3 separate regions of the Sus scrofa genome follow, and regions 1 and 2 are each linked to region 3. The links are chromatin contacts, called in public Hi-C and HiChIP or PLAC-seq maps. All regions are on one chromosome and are shown on one strand. The core of a region is the stretch at or near the end of the contact, and the rest is flanking DNA. Distances in the headings are between cores, read along the strand shown. Region 1 holds the start of VCAM1 (vascular cell adhesion molecule 1). Region 2 holds the start of EXTL2 (exostosin like glycosyltransferase 2). Region 3 holds the start of MFSD14A (hippocampus abundant transcript 1 protein).

Region 1 (3,166 bases), core at 562-3,061, 580 kb after region 3:
ACCCCTATGTGAGCGTGTATAAGCAAGCCCAGAGAGGCTATCTATACCTGGGAAAGGTTGCGTGATTCCTAGGCAGAGTAGCTGGATTTGAATTCAGGACGATTGGGATATGAGTCACACTATTTTTCAGATTGGTATTTGTTCATTCAGTGTTGACTTTTTGAACCCTTACTATCTACTGGTCTCTACATTAAGTGCTGAGGCTATAGTGGTGAACAGGACACACATGCTCCTGGCCTTCATAGAGCTAATAATCTAGTAACTACCTATCAATAAGCCCTACTTTTAACCATTGGTATAATACAGAGCAGCAAGTATATCCTTCCTAGGCACGTCCATCATTCAATGATCACAGGGCTTCATGGATGCTCCTTATCCAAATTCAACATCCCATTCTTTCCGCAGCTCCTACCAGATCAGGGGGTTTGGAGTCATCTACCATCCTCATCATTATCTTCTGGACACCCTCTGCTTTGTCAGTCTCTCTCACAAGGACTATAACCTTGAATCAGACACTTCTGTTCCCAACATCCCAATATGGTCTTGGAGACCATGGCCTCAGATGATGAGAAGGTAGAAAGCTGTGAGTGCACTTGGAGCTTATCAATACCTCTTTAAAATTCTTTTTGGCTGTGCCCATGGCATGCAGAAGTTCCTGGGCCAAGGATTGAACCTGTGCCTCCGCGAAGTGTAAAACCATGCATTACATATTGAGAAGGCAGAGGCGGATACAATGAGGAACAGGAACTTGTCTGGGACCATGACAGGAATGGATGATCCAATGGGGGAGGAAGAACTGCACATGTAGACTATAAGGAAGTGGCTATTCCGGTTTCTATTTGATGGCCAAGCATTTTGCAAAGACTTGAGCATGTGTGCACAAGGCGAAAACAGCCATTTAAAAATACCTTTTAAAAGTCATTTCCTAGGAGGGGAAAAAGAGCATGCAGTTGTTGTCAGCATCCCCCCATACCAAACCCAAAGTATTGTTCGTATTTTAACTGTGTTTGTGAGTAAGTCTCACAGAGTCCAAGAGATTTACCACCTGAGATGAATTCCATATATTTGAATCTAAGTCTGCAAAAGACTTCCAATTACCTAGCTAGCCACTGAATCAAAGAATCGGTAACTTTTCTAAAACAAAAGAGAAAAATGACCTCTCTTGTTTTGGTAGCATTTCTTTACTTCCTTCCTCTGCTCAAGATCATCATTTCAGAAAGTTGGTATTTGTTGTCAAAAGAACGATTTTTGTGAATTAAAAGTAAAAAGCCATGCTGTCTCCCTTAGAAAAAAAAAAAACAAAAAACAAAAAAACAACTCATCAAAAGAAGGGATCTCTTCCCTTTTCTTGCAAGAGAACATTTAATCTCTGTTGTAGGATTGCAAATATATCTTCATAATGGAGAACAATCATTCAAATGATATGGTACTGTTCAGCCTCTTCCAACACTCGAGTGTAAGTTTCTATTTCTTTCTCTCTCTTTCCCCTCATTGGATTCAGAAAGCCTCATTCTGCAGCAAGCATTACTTCATATCTTTCTTGCAAAGATATGCTTTGGGAAGGAAAATCAGGAAAAGATTGAATTTTATAGACTTGGGAGTGTTTTTTCTTTTTCTGGGACAGAGACAGGAGTTTCAGTACTGAGAGCAAAGGAAGGGGTTAATACTGGCCTTGGCTGGCTGTCAGTTAAACTTTTTTTCTGGCTCTGTCCGGGTTTCCCCTTGAAGGGATTTCCCTCCGCCTCTGCGCTTCTGCAACAAGACCCTTTATAAAGAGCAGACTTTCTATTTCATTCCTCACTGAACCTCACTGGCTTTTGGAGCTCAAGACTCTTCCTGAGCACTTTCAGGGAGGACACAAAGAAGGGTTTTGGAACCATTGTTTCCTCGTCACACAGCAACTTAAAATGCCGAGGAATATCGTCGTGATCTTTGGAGCCTCAAATATACTTTGGATGGTGTTTGCCGTTTGTAAGTTCTCCTTGATCTGTTCCAAATGCTAGCATTGCATTTTAGCCCTGATTTTGGCTTCGGTCAGTTTTGCTATGGTGGTGAAGAAAGGCACTAGGGTTTTTAAAGAGCAAGAGGACTTAATTTAACCTAACTTTCACTGTGCCACTGAGTATTGCTATCTACTGGTTCACTGTCATAGTTGAAGCTGCAAAGTTGATGCTTTTTGTAACCTTTTTTTTTCCATGTCAAATGAGTGAGTAATTGGAGTCCATCTCTAGGAAGGTCTATCTCTTTAGTTTCCTGTACTCGATAATGACATTGGACTTGGCTAGTGACAAAACAACTCTGAGCAATGGGTATCGAGGTCAGAAGTGAGAGTTCTCTTAAGTGAAGGTGATTTCAACACCTTCTTTTGGCAGCAGCTCCAATGCTGCCTTGTGTTGGTCCAAAGCAGTTTTAGGAAGGCGATCAGCCAGGTTGTATTTTGAGTGTTCTACTGGAACAGAGAAGAAGCAATAGGACCGTAAACAAACCCGTGGTACGTTTGGGTTTCTCTTTTTGCCTCTGCAGCTCAAAATGTTAAAGTCGAGATCTTCCCTGAAGACAAAATGATTGCGCAGATTGGTGACTCCGCTTCCCTGACTTGCAGCGCACCGGACTGCGAGTCCTCCCTGTCTTTCTCTTGGAGAACTCAGATAGACAGTCCTCTGAATGGAAAAGTGAAAACTAACGGGACCAGATCCACGCTGGTCATGAATCCCGTTAGTTTTGAGAATGAACACTCCTATCTGTGCACAGTCTCCTGCGGGAATTGAAAGGGGAAAGAGGAATCCAAGTGGAGATCTACTGTGAGTACTTTAGAGATTATTTGATTTTCTCCCCATTTTGCTTTAAAATACGTTTTTTTTTTTTTTTTTAAAGTAAGGTTTTAAAAGAATAACAATTAAGTATGGTATTCATGTCCAGATTCTTGGTTAGAGGACAAAGTGCACCGAGAAAGCGAGTGAATCTTGCACTAGACCAGAAACCCAAATCTTGGCTTCTGTTTCCAACTCTGCCATAAACATGGTGGCCAACTGTAAGACTCAACCTCCCTGGGCTTCAGTTTTCTTAGCCATAAAATGACGTTCTTCAAGGTTCTTTTTATTTTATCAAAATTTTTTCTAGAGCTCCCCTGGTGGTGCAGTGGAAACAAATCTGACTAATATCCATG
Region 2 (2,947 bases), core at 62-2,561, 690 kb after region 3:
TTTTGGGGGTGAGGAGTGGGGACTTAGGAGTCCCAGGACCAATACAACTGAAATTAAACTTCAATTTTTCCAACTTATTTAAAAGCTATTATGAAAAAGGGTATTGCAGATTTCTCTATAAACCAGCTGAGCAATTTCTCATCCAAAGCAATATAAGATAAAATGCAGAATTTATCTTCAAAGGCAGAATACAAAAACACAAGCTCAAATTCCAGCTGACCTTGATGAGTTAAGGGAACGCTGCAAATCAGTTGCTGACATTTAGTTACTTCCATATACCCTCACCTCCCCCCCCCCAGCAAAGTTACATCATATTGAAATAAAGCAGCTTTGGAGAAAAACTCAATTGCCATGGAAATATTTATCTTGAACCCAGTTTGTACCCACTGATGTTTCCCTGGCAGTGCAGTTGAATAAAATTCAGTCTATGGCTAATATAAAAGCTTCCTAAAAATATAAATAAATGCTACTAATTGAAAATATTTCTTTAAGTTAAAATAATGAAATATATGCCTAGAAAGGCAAAGTACTCTTTCCAGAACTTAATTTCTGGAATCTAGCTGTTTTTATAAAGCAGTTTTAATTAACATGGACATTTAAAAAAAATTGCAGAGTACATAAATTATGTTTTTAAAAATAAAACCACCTAATCACCACCCCACATACTCACAAAGTTCCAAGGAGAGCAAAACACATATATGCTCACTGCAGAACATTTTTAACATGAGAGCATTTTGGTATTTCCTTACCTCGAGTGCAGAAGATTGCAGTGGGACCAGCCGATTTATTTGCTTGCAGCTTGGTGATCATAAAACGGAAGGGGCGTCTCGCTTGCTCATTTTTTGTTTTTTTCCAAACCCAGTAGCGTGCAAGGACTTGGCGTCACTCGCTGGATGGATAACCTGGATGAAACGCTGACCGCAAAGAGAGAGCCTGAAGCAGGGGGCCGTCCCGGGCGGCCACCCCTCCCTTTCGGTGACGCTCCACTTCCTGTTAGACTATAAGGCTGTTCCCAAGAAGCTCGGTTTTGTAGTTTCCAGCCCACCTCCAAAAGCCGGTCGTCCTTTATCCCCATTTCTCCCCCAAGACAACACCTTGTACTCATTCAGGTGATGGACCACCTGACCTTACCCAAGCAATTTCCCGGAAAGACGCCCGAAGACGAGTTCCAACGACCGTGGGTGCCCAGGACAGGCCCGTCGGGCTAGCCTCCCCGAGCTCCGCACGTCCCTGCGTCCCACCAAAGAGCCTGTTTTTCCTGCACTTCCTCGCGATGGGCAGTGGGGTTCTGACGAGCGTTAGAGCCGCGACTGCGGCCTCCGGGATGACCTGGAAGTGAAGGGGACGTGTAGGAACTCGAGTTTTGGGTTATCTGCGGATTGAGAATTGTCGTGGAAGCAATGCCTTAACCAAACCTGCATTCCAACCCAGTCTCGTCGGCGCTCCTTTTAAAGGGTTCTCTTAAATACATTTAAAATTCTTTCGGAAGACCTTTATTGATTGCCTCCAGCGTGGCAGTACGGAGAGGTCAGGCGCTGTTTTCGGGGGGCGGGGCGGGGTGGATTGTTAGGATGTGGGTGTCCAGGGTTCACCCAGCAAAACCATCATTTGCGCTTCCTGTGGAGTGAAGGCGAGAGAACGTGCGGCCTAGGTTCTTAAGCACTGCTGCCCAGGGCATCAGGTCTTAATGATAACAGGGGTAAGGGCGAAAGGGCTGGCGCTGGACGCCAGCGCATCCGGGAACATCGGCGGTAGGCGGTCAGGGTGGACGAGTGCGGGCTCTCAACTTCCCACCCAGCCCAGGCCGTGAGAGGGCCAGCTCAGGACTTTCCTCCTCAGTCCAGGTGGCGGGACTCCACCCCAGGTCGGCCCTTTGGAACACCGAGTCGTTGCAACCACCTTTAACTCGCAGAAAAACCCGCGCAGCCCCGCCCCCTGTCGTAAGCCCCGCCCCACCGCGCAAGTCCCGCCCTCGGCCCCGCCTTCCCCCTTTCCCGTCCCAGGACGCGTTGCGCGGCCCGGGCCGGAAGTCGGCGGGTTCCCGGGTGTGTGTGTCTGAGTCTGTGTCTGAGTCTGTGTCTGGAAGCGGCGCGCGGCCCGGGACAAGCTCCGGGGCTTCCCATCTGAGGCGTCACCACTGTCACTACCATCACCCACGGAGCCGCTACTAGTGGGGTGTAGACCCGGCCCTTCGCCGGGCAGAGAAGATGTTGCCCCTGTCCATCAAGGACGATGAATACAAACCACCCAAGTTCAATCTGTTCGGCAAGATCTCGGGCTGGTTTAGGTGCGGGGTGCTGTGTTTGCGGGATGGGGATGTCTGGCAGAAGGGGAGAAGGCCCAAACCTAAGGATGGCTCGAGGTCCAGGGAGGGAGCGTCGGGGACACCCTCGTTTTGAAAGTGTGGACTGGGAGGGTCTTGAAAGGAGAACCCAGCCTCCGGGTCCCGGCCCGCTTTGACTTTCCCGGCTCTTCCCCACTTGTGTCATGCCTAGGTCCATCCTGTCGGACAAGACGTCTCGGAACCTGTTTTTCTTCCTGTGCCTGAACCTCTCTTTCGCTTTTGTCGAACTACTCTACGGCATCTGGAGCAACTGGTAACCAAAGGGAAAAAGGGTTGGGGCGGAAGCAGAGGGTGGGGGAGACGAAACACTGTTTGCTTAGTGCCACGTAGCTGCTCACCGGGAGGTTCAGGTCTTGCCTTTGCCACCACCTCTGCTGCAGAGTTGCTTTCTCATATCCACACTGGTCTGGCATGCTTACGTTTCTTAAAATTCTGGGCCATCACATGCAGCAGTTAAAATTTAGGTCCCCGCTCCCTCCTTCCACCACCACCCCCTAGTCCGATAAACGCGAGTGCCAAGACCCTTCTTCAGTTTGACACATGGAGACAGTCTTTTGTCTTTACACGCGTTAGCTTTGCCCCACTTTCTTGGAACTGGGAGAA
Region 3 (3,013 bases), core at 164-2,663:
TGGCTGGTTTCCACTAGGCTTGGGCCCTGAGAAATGAGGAAGACAGAGCCAGTGGGAGGATGGAGTACTTTCTATGACCTACACTATGAAGTCAGCGCTGTCACTTCCATCATATCCTGTTAGATAACAGTCACTAACCCCAGCCCACCCTCACGAGGAATTAGACTCCACCTCTTCTAGAAAAGAATATCACTCAACTTGTGAACATATCTTAAAACCACCATACCCAAATTTACTATTTTTTTTTTCAACATCTTTCCGTTCTGCTTCATCATTCTCTTACCCTTTCCTCACATACTTATTTCCTAACTATTTCAGAGCAGGTAGCAAGCTCCACATCCCTTCTCTCCTAAAGGCTTATATTCCTTCAGGAAAAGGATAGTCTTTTTTTTTTTTTTTTTTTTGCTTTTTAGGGCCCCTTCTGACATTCCTTTTTTTTTTTTTTTTTGTCTTTTTTGGGCCACACCCACAGCATATGGAGGTTCCCAGGGTAGGAGTCTAATCAGAGCTGTAGCTGCCAGCCTACACCACAGCCACAGCAACGCGGGATCCGAGCCACGTCTGCGACCTACACCACAGCCCACGGCAATTTCGGATCCTTAACCCACTGAGCGAGGCCAGGGATGGAACCCGCAACCTCATGGTTCCTAGTCGGATTCATTAACCACTGAGCCATGATAGGAACTCTACAAAATTGATTGTTAAACAATACAGGCAGCGGGCTACAAAGTGTGACTTAGGTTATGTAAGGTTTTGTTTTTCTCTTTTAGGGCCGCACCTGCAGCGTATGGAGGTTTTCAGACTAGGGGTCAAATTGGCGCTGTAGCTTCTGGTCTACACGGCAGCTCACAGCAACGCTGAGCCTTAACCCACTGAGTGGGGCCAGGTATTGAACCTGCGTCCTCATGGATACTTGTCAGATTCATTTCCACTGAGCCCAGACGGGGACTCCGGTTATGTAAGTTTCTATCAGCGGAGAATAAAGAAAAGGTGCTTCGGTTGAGCTCTAGGCCGCTCCCGCCCCCAGCACCAGAAAGACAAAAAATTGTTTATGAAAACTCAGCTTATTTCTGGGAAACTCTGAACCGTTTCCTTCGGCTCTGGTCTCGGTTAGAACACAGCTGTGGACGGCCCAGAGAGTCTACTCGTCTGGTTAAAATTCCAGTGCAACCGTTTCTCGGCTCTTTCCAGGAGCAGGTAACTTTTAGAAATGTCCAATTCCTCCTCCGTTACGGGGAACTTCCGCGGGCCCCAGCGCCCGGGCGGCTGCGAGGATCCAGCGAGCTGGTGAGCGGCTCGCTCCGCCCGGGATCGCATAGGCGCGCGCCGCCCCCCGGCGGCCGAGCGGGCGGAGCGGCGTCACGTGGGCGGGGCGGCGTCACGTGGGCGGGGCGGGCTCGTCGGCCGATCGCACGATGTGACGCGCCGCCGGAGGCAGGCCGGGCCCTCAAGATGGCGGCGGGCGCCCCGAGCGGCTCGGCCCGGCAGTAGTGGCGGGACGGCACTCGCCGCTGGGGCCGGCCGCCCCGGGAGTGGCTGCAGCAGCGCCAGGAGTCGAGGATGGTAAAATGACCCAGGGGAAGAAGAAGAAACGGGCCGCGAACCGCAGTATCATGCTGGCCAAGAAGATCATCATTAAGGACGGAGGCACGGTGAGCCGGGGGTACCGCGCCGGGGAGGGTCTTGCGGGGCCCGGATCTCTCTCTGCCCCCGCGCTGCCCCCTGCGGCCGCCCCTGGGTGCCCTCCGCCCTCCCTACCCTCCCGCGGTGCCGCTGTCTCGGGCTCCCGGGCCCCCGTGCCTCTGCTCCGGGGGCTTTCCTCTCCTCGCCGGCCTGCGGCCTCCGGGCCGGTCCTCTCGGATGGTGAAGCCGCTCGCCTCTCCCGCACCTGCCGCCCTCTCCGCCGTCGCCCCCGGAGGCCCTGCGGCCCCGAGCCCCCCGCGCTCCTCCTCCGCGGGCAGGGATCGACGCCGGGCTCCGTCGCCGGCCGGCCCACCGTGTCGCCGGGGCGGTGCTGGTGCCGCCCCCTCCCCCCCGCCGTCCAGGCCCCGCGGCCGGGGGCAGTCCCTGCCCTCCCATATGCTGCTAACGGGGTGGCATCTGGCGCGGCGACCCCGGCGGGGCCGGGTCGTGCGCTCGCTCTCTCCTTCCCGGTCCTGGGTCGGTGCTCCTGCCCTTCGCTGCCTGCTGTACGGTAAACACCGTCGGAAGGTGGGCTTCCCCCTGACTTCCCGCAGCAGGAGCGGGACAGAGGACACCTGGGCCTAGACCTGAATCTGCTGGTTTTCACAGGCCAGTCCTCACCCCCGGGCTTCAGAAATCACCTGGTGTATTTTAAAACAAAAAAGACTAGATGGAGTTGTGGCCTGAGGATTGGAAGACCGATTGAGGGCGAGACAAAATTTGTGCTTTTTAGAAACAGTTGTCGTCACAGTAAACTTTATGCATCGTGGTGTCGTTAACCAGCAGGGGACGTAGGCCTCTTAATTGAAAATAACGCGCCTGTACTTTTTTTATGCTGAAAATTCTCCATTGCTACGCTCTCTAGTCTTTGTTGCCTTCTTTGATATCATGTTCTGAAATAGAATGGAAAAGTGAAATGCATATGTCACTTCTCCGAGAAATAGGCAGAAATGGTTCCTTTTCCCCCCATATTTGCTTATATTTTGTTGGAGCCCTCAACTACTAGCACAGGGCTAAATATGTGAGGCTTTGCTGTATTCATTTGAAATGAAGAACAACTTTCTTTCGACATTTCAGAATATGTCCCAGTCAGTCTGCTAAAATTTAGAAAACTTGGGACATATGGAACAATTTCAGCATATACTTTTACTTAACTGTCAAATGTATAGATGTCATAACTTTGACATTTAGTGAAAAAAGAAGCTTTGAAATTCAAGTCCTCAAATTTTGTTGTATTTGATTAATTAAAACATTACTTTGATTAAATCAACTGTGAATTGTCATGGCTCTTTTGACCAAGTTGGTCAGAACTACTATGTGAGGAAAGAAA

The links. Hi-C and Micro-C count contacts between places; a contact is called where the count stands out from the background. HiChIP or PLAC-seq counts read pairs in DNA pulled down with a chosen protein or histone mark.
Region 1: a Hi-C map of heart right ventricle shows a contact between it and region 3, with 4 times the contacts expected there. The contact joins the promoter of VCAM1 here to the promoter of MFSD14A in region 3. A contact is called at or near these places in 2 of 47 Hi-C or Micro-C datasets (adipocytes and heart right ventricle).
Region 2: a contact with region 3 is called in an H3K27ac HiChIP or PLAC-seq map of alveolar macrophages. The contact joins the promoter of EXTL2 here to the promoter of MFSD14A in region 3. A contact is called at or near these places in 1 of 5 promoter capture datasets (fetal skeletal muscle) and 2 of 2 datasets of contacts at active chromatin or transcription factors (alveolar macrophages and skeletal muscle).

Annotation. Positions count from the first base shown.
Region 1 is chr4:117,509,856-117,513,021 of Sscrofa11.1, reverse strand. It overlaps VCAM1 (vascular cell adhesion molecule 1), which reads left to right and starts at 1,811. Exons shown (of 8, transcript NM_213891.1): 1 at 1,811-1,971; 2 at 2,524-2,764; 3 at 2,767-2,801. The coding sequence starts at 1,908.
Region 2 is chr4:117,395,575-117,398,521 of Sscrofa11.1, reverse strand. It overlaps EXTL2 (exostosin like glycosyltransferase 2), which reads right to left and starts at 1,311. Exons shown (of 5, transcript NM_001243549.1): 1 at 750-1,311. It overlaps SLC30A7 (solute carrier family 30 member 7), which reads left to right and starts at 2,139. Exons shown (of 11, transcript NM_001136211.1): 1 at 2,139-2,287; 2 at 2,496-2,597. The coding sequence starts at 2,208.
Region 3 is chr4:118,088,774-118,091,786 of Sscrofa11.1, reverse strand. It overlaps MFSD14A (hippocampus abundant transcript 1 protein), which reads left to right and starts at 1,413. Exons shown (of 13, transcript XM_013997351.2): 1 at 1,413-1,652. The coding sequence starts at 1,569.